2 separate regions of the Rattus norvegicus genome follow, and region 2 is linked to region 1. Evidence: chromatin contacts called from public Hi-C data. All regions are on one chromosome and are shown on one strand. Each heading gives the region's core, a stretch centred on a gene start, on an enhancer-like site or on the middle of the called end of the contact. The rest is flanking DNA. Distances are from core to core; before and after follow the strand shown.

What was found. A called contact is a pair of places that touch in the nucleus more often than the background predicts.
Region 2: a contact with region 1 is called in a Hi-C map of the A7r5 cell line, with 2.3 times the contacts expected there. The contact joins the promoter of RGD1562890 here to the promoter of Pde7a in region 1. A contact is called at or near these places in 2 of 12 Hi-C or Micro-C datasets (the A7r5 cell line and mammary epithelial cells) and 1 of 1 datasets of contacts at active chromatin or transcription factors (oligodendrocytes).

Annotation. Positions count from the first base shown.
Region 1 is chr2:103,721,286-103,724,587 of GRCr8, reverse strand. Pde7a (phosphodiesterase 7A) reads left to right here and starts at 1,761. Exons shown (of 13, transcript NM_031080.1): 1 at 1,761-2,026. The coding sequence starts at 1,889.
Region 2 is chr2:104,002,381-104,005,740 of GRCr8, reverse strand. It overlaps RGD1562890 (a long non-coding RNA gene), which reads left to right and starts at 2,092. Exons shown (of 2, transcript NR_037704.1): 1 at 2,092-2,515. It overlaps Trnar-acg1 (transfer RNA arginine (anticodon ACG) 1), which reads left to right and starts at 2,248; the gene lies at 2,248-2,320. It overlaps Trnay-gua8 (transfer RNA tyrosine (anticodon GUA) 8), which reads right to left and starts at 1,909; the gene lies at 1,816-1,909. Trnay-gua2 (transfer RNA tyrosine (anticodon GUA) 2) reads right to left here and starts at 1,493; the gene lies at 1,404-1,493.

The DNA.
Region 1 (3,302 bases), core at 512-3,011:
ACTCAAATGTTTTGCTGTTGTTGTTGTTGTTTAGGAGAGCATTTCACTATATAATCTGCCTGGTTCTGAACTCCGTATAATATCTGAGCTTATCTTGAACTCTTCATCCTGCTGCCCCAGTTTCCCAAGGGCAATGATTACAGGTTTGTACCACCATGTCCAGCAGATGAAGAGTACATATCACTTGAGGTTAGTTCTTGAGACTTATCTGTATAAGGTGTAGGGCAAGTTTGTTTCTATGAATCTACCTGCAATTTAGTCAACTGTTTGATAACGACTTTTTTGAAGAGTAAATGGCCCACAGTGCTCAGTGTAATCCCAAGTGAGATGCTTAACACATCGACTACACGTTAAGGGAGTAATTAAGATTTCAAAGGCAGTGAGAATCTCATTAGTGCTTCATCATCTAGCGAAGACAAATTCCACAACATAGAACGGATCATAAAGCATGCCTAAGATCTGGCATGTAGAAATACACAGGGGCATGATGTTTAAATAATAAGAGTACACACCTCTATCCCTCTATCTGATCATGCATACTCGGTACTCAAGTTTATAGCACCATTAAGCCCAGGCTCAGCACTGTACTTCTTAAGGCCTGCCACCTTGCCAATGATCATCTTAAATACCTGGGAGACTAGATGCCCTGAGAAATTATCTAAATCCATTTTGCCAGGGGGAGAGCTTGTTCATGTTGAAGTATCTGATGCTCAAAGCGTTAGAAACAGTGGGCTCCTGCGGAAAAGCTTTGGTAGTTTTGGGGCAGAAACTTAAAACAAGTAAATTATATCCTCATCTTACCAAAACAGGTTGAAAGCTTTTCCTACATATTAACCAGCAAACACTAACAAAGAAGGGCGATGGTTGGCCAGGGGAACTTTTGGTCTCTTTGCCACCTTTGTCTTCTCAATATCATCATTTCTCATTTTCTTGGTAGGAGAATTTCACTTCACACAGAAGTCTTTGGTCCCTTTTTCTGCCCTGCAGGCCTGGAAGGCCTGGGGCCTCACCTGCCAAGGGAAGCCACTGGAGCCTTGCCTTGGTAGGGCATAAACTGTGAGGTAGCGGGAGGATCGAGCCCCCGAGATCAGCTGACGTCACTGCCGCAGTGGTCTCCCGCGACGCCCTAGTACGGGAATTCAGAGTGGACGCGCCCGGTGCCCCGCTGGATGGAAGCGCGGGGAGGGCGCCCTGTGCTCCCGGTATTCTGGGTCTGTCGGACGCAAGAGCGCCGGTCGGGTAGGCCGAACAAACTCCGGGTCTGGGCGCCCGAGGATGCCCCGCGTAACTCTCGTGCGCACGCGCCGCGGGTTGCGGGGAGGGAGCTGCGGGGAGGCGGGAAGCGACGGTCGGGCGCGGGGCGCGGGGCGCGGCGCCGAGTGGAGCGGACGCAGGCAGCCCGGTCCGGACAACCAGCGGGCTCCCAGGCGCTGCGGCGGCGCGGGGCGCGGGGCATGCGGCGCGGCGTCGTGACGTCACGGTGGCGGCGGCCGTGGTTGGCGCAGGGTCTAGGGCTGCAAAGTGTGAATTACGCCGGGCTCGCGCCGGCGGCGGAGTGGAGTGAGGCTCGGGGGAGGGGAGGGGCTGGGCTCCAGCGGCCAAGCTGCTCTCTGCTCCGCGCCCGTGCTCCCGGCCCGGGCCAGCTCTCGCGCCGCGGAGCACCGGGGCGGCGGGATCCCCTTTAACGCTGCCTGCCGGGCTCCCCGCGTCCGCTGCAGTCCTTCCCGCCGCCAGCCGCGCGGAGGGCTGGGAGGTGTCGGCGGCCGCCAGCGCCGCCCGCCCCGCGCGCGCCTCGGCCCCGGGTCCCCGCGGCGCGGCCCCCTCGTAGCGCAGGGGCGGGCGACCGCGGACTGGCGGGCGCCGCGCGGTTCCAAGGCGGACGTGTTCAATGGAAGTATGCTACCAGCTGCCGGTGCTGCCCCTGGACAGGCCGGTCCCCCAGCACGTCCTCAGCCGCCGAGGAGCCATCAGCTTCAGCTCCAGCTCGGCGCTCTTCGGCTGCCCGCATCCCCGGCAGCTCTCGCAGGTAACCGCCGCCCCGGGGCCCGCACCCACAGCTCAGTGCTTTTGTCTTTTGGGGGGACTCGGGCCATTGTTCCTGCCTCTGTAGGCTGGTCTCCCCCTTCCGAAAGCCTTTTGCCCTCCGCTGTGCTCACTGCCCCTGGCCTCTGCGACCCTCGCCGCTGCTAACCCGTCACGCCCGCTGCTAGCCTCAAGCAATGACTTTGTCCTCCCCTCCTTTCTCCGCCGTCTCCCACAAGTTGGGCCTCTTGTCCCTTAGTTGTGACCTGAAACACACCTGTTCGCCCCCACTTTCCCCCGCCCCCCACCTGTGCTGCTTCGCGAGCCTTGCAGTGCTGTGCTGGTGCTGAGGTTCTCAGAACAATGGGCCTGGATGTCCCATTGTGGTCCTCATCCGAACTGCGGAACTGCTCCTTTTTAGAGAATGGGCCTAGGTGTCAGGAACTAGTGTGCAAAGTTGATGGTTTCCAATCAGTTTTGTCGCTTGATAAAGGCGTTTTTAGTACAGAAACCACTGATGGGCATTCACAAAGGACTTTATTTCCGATGACCCAACACCAGTTGCTCCTAAGCATTTTAATTTTTTTTCTATGAAGTCCTTGGCTCAACTCTGTCGTTGGGTAAAATTTGGTTGCCAGATTTAGACTAAAGAGAAAGAAGAGTTTTATTTTGTTTACGTATGAATCTGGTCCCCTCATTGCCTGCTGCCAGAAGTTCTGTGTTTATGAGGTTACTTTTGGGGATGGGTACCACTCCACTCAGTTGAGCCTCAGCCATTCATTCATTCATTCATTCATTCGTTCGTTCGCTTGCTTGCTTGTTTGTGACAGAGCCTTTCTAAATTGTTCAGTCCTGCCTTTAACTCATGATCTTCTTGCTTCAGACTTCCACGTACCAGGCTTGAGCTGTCATCATCCTGGGTCCCATTTTCACTTCGTTAAATAAAGTATTCTTCGTCTTTTTCTGTTGCTTAGTGTTTCTTTACCCTGTATAGCACACCATTTCTCCCCTCAATTGCACTGTAAGTACTATAAGCAAGGTATTTTTAAAAACTGATAGTATGGACAGCATCTTTTAGAGATTTTGCTTATCTCCACTGAATTCTATGAATTCTATTTGTCATTTGCCTTTTTTTTTTTTTTTTTTTTTTTTTTGGCCTGTGAGATAGAGCAGGAGTTCCATGTTAGTTTCTTTTCGAAGAATTCTTATTTAAGGTCAGATTCTTGTCTGATACAAGGGAGTATGCTAATGAATTCAGTGTAAAAATACTAAGTGGCTTT
Region 2 (3,360 bases), core at 843-3,342, 280 kb before region 1:
ACTAAGCACTCTGTGACTCAGCCTCCTGATTACCACGGGTGAACATCTGTGCTTCCCTGTCTGACTGACCTCAGGAAGTGACTGGACTCTGGCGTAGACACCATTCCTACTATCTGACTTGCCACTCCTTTCTCTTTCACCGAGTACAGTTACAGAGGTTATTGTTACTGTTCACAAATAAGATTTCAGTGGCAGAGCACTGTGGTGAACACCAGGAACCCCAGTTCTGGAAAAGCTGAGGTAGACAATGAAGAGCTAGAGGCCTGCACAATGGGGTGGCACCCACTGCTCTATCATGTGGCACAGACACACACACACACACACACACACACACACACACACACACACACACACACACACACACACACACACACATCCCACACAGCCCTTGGGAGGCACAGGCAGCTCAAACCCAACCACTGAAGCCATGTTTCAAGACACTAAAATAAGAAAAATACATCATTTATATGAAGGGGGATAAATTTAAATGGCGTAAAGATTCAGCTAAAAACTTTATTGAAAATAACAAAATGGGATTAAAAATGGAAAGATAGAAAGTGGAAGACAGCAAGAAATGCAGCAGATTGTATACACTGGATACAAAAGCACACGAGTTGCCCAAAACTCTAAAATGTACAAGAATTGTAACTTATTATAATCCTCAAAAGGCTAATAATTCTGCCCTGGACTGAAGTGTATATGTGTGCACATGCGTGTGTGTGTTTTAACAAGGGGAGTGAACCTAAATCGAACTTTTGGGGTGGGGGGAACCGGTTCGGTTCGGTTTGGTTCGGTTCGGTTTGGTTTGGTTTGGTTTGCTTCGTTCGTTCGTTTGTTTTTAATTTTCAGTTTGCCCTCCGTGCTGGTCCCTAGTCTACGCAGTGCCCCACAGTTTGTTCCAGGAGGGAACTAGACTCCCAAAGTCTTCTGAAGGAAATCGTTCCTGCGCCCTTAGGCCTCGGCTCCCCAGGTGACGCCACACAGCCCCGGACCCTCAGCTTAGCCAAGGGTTTAGAGCTGGGTCGGTTTCCGGTTTTTGCCCCTTCTTGTGTTTCTACATATCCGTAGCATGCCTGGGAGTTTAGGACACCACACAAAATACAAAGTTGAAATTCAGCACACTGGGTTTTACTTACTGTCTTTCGGCTCGAACTGAAGTGGATTACAAAAGTAAAATGCAAAATTTACCGAAATGCAAAAAGGAAGAAAATTGGAGGATGCGGGCATCGATCCCGCTACCTCTCGCATGCTAAGCGAGCGCTCTACCATTTGAGCTAATCCCCCTCCACGAGTGCCGCCTCATCTTGTGCTCCCCTAGAGGAGGACAAGAGCACTGCTCGGCAAAGAAATTTGAATATGTTTCATAGATGAGATTAAAAGGCTAAAATAAAAGGCAAGCTCTTTCCTTCGAGCCGGAATCGAACCAGCGACCTAAGGATGTCCGACAGACACACGCCTACAGTCCTCCGCTCTACCAGCTGAGCTATCGAAGGGAGCGACAAGCTGTTTGGCAGATGAGCTCCATAACACTACGTCACTCCTTTGCGCGGCGTTTCCCAATGATCCGGCCGCGAAAAGGGTCGCCCTGGTGCGCGAAACTAGGAGTACGTGAGGAACCGACCGGGCGGTGGTGCAGCCGCAGTCTGGGACTTGTCTGAGCGCGCTCGCACTAGGGGGATCGCAAAAGGTTGGATACGGAAGAATACAGGCCCGAGTTGTAAAGTCCTAGAACTGCAGAGACGTAACTTGGGGAGCTCAATGCCTGAGAGAGGGGCTCTGGGGAAGGCCAGTAAACCTGGATAAAACATTACTGTCTCCTTCGAGCCGGAGTCGAACCAGCGACCTAAGGATGTCTTCTCACAAGGAAGTTAGCTACAGTCCTCCGCTCTACCAACTGAGCTATCGAAGGGACATGAGTTACTTTTTTGCCCCTTGACACTAAACACAACTGAATCAGGGAGTTCCTCAGGCAGACGGAGTTGCGCATGCGCATTTCTCAGACCTTGCGACGTCAGGGACGCGGGTCGTTTTACGCATGTGCACGACCACCGTTCTGCCCCCGGCAATCCCGAGCGGCCTAGAAAGGTCCCAAGCAGTGTCCCCGGGAGGCCTAGGCTCTGGTTCTCCTTCGTCGCCTGGCCTGCCTGTAGTCCCTTTTCTTTTATCACTATTTGTTGTCGTCCCGGTGAGTATAGAGAACTAACTCATGCTGTCATCCTGAAAGTCCCGAGAAGAGTCCTCATGAATGGGCCAGTGGCGCAATGGATAACGCGTCTGACTACGGATCAGAAGATTGTAGGTTCGACTCCTGCCTGGCTCGAGCTTTTGGAGCTGACTTTAAGCTAGGTCAGCAATTGGCCCCTGATGTTACTGTTGTGAACTTCCTGGAAACTGAACCTCCCCCATCACACATTCTCCCACCCCCATACCCCCCTTCAAGCCGGCCAACTCATCAAGACTTTGTGTACAGTTCAAAAGTTTCCGCATTTACTTTACCTAAGTGGGCCACTTCTTGGTAAGTCAAGACAGTAAAATGTTAAGTACTTATCTCCACTTTCTGATACTGTGCCTACTTAAGTAGTTAAAGATAGAGTTTTTATAATCCACTCATCGACTTGCGTCTTTTCACCAAGCCGGGTGTTTGAGCAAAATGAGCTATGTTGAAGTTACCATGCTGACTGAAATAGCAGCGCTCTAAAGTCTGGCCTAAGACGGGTTGGACATACACTTATTTGAAAATGATGGGAGGTTTTCTTTTTGTTCCCTCCTAAAACGTCAGGTTTTACATGCAAGGGATTAGTAACTTTAAAGTTGATTTAGTGTTTCTCAGACTTTTAAAACAACAAAACTACTTTTATGGAGGTTGGGGGAGTGTTGCTTTCCTCCACTTCCAAATCACTGAAGAGCAAAGAGCCATTATCTTGTTCTTCCTTCATTTTCTTATTTTGCAAGGGAGGGAAACAAGGTGATTATCTTCAGGTCATTGTCACAACACCTTTGCACTGTGATAGAAACAGTCACCCTTAAGCAACTTAACAGGAAGCATAGGGGACCAGGAAGTTAGGGGGGTTGTTTGGTTTTTGTTTTATTTCTGTCTCTTACAACAAAATTTAATGTGAGCTACAGACACATTCAGGTAAGCCCTAGGAAATGAAGGATATACTGCCAGGAAGGCTCCTCCCTCAGTGCCTTCATCTCCTTTTTCTCTAAGGCCATAGTGCTCCCATAAAAATCCCTGAGCTTTATGGATAGCCCAGTCTATCACTGTGAGAATCCTTTCCCTTCTCAGGCCAGATTGCAAAATTCCCCCCTTTTCTGGCTGGTTATATTTCTTTTTTCATAATATGTTGGGAGAATATG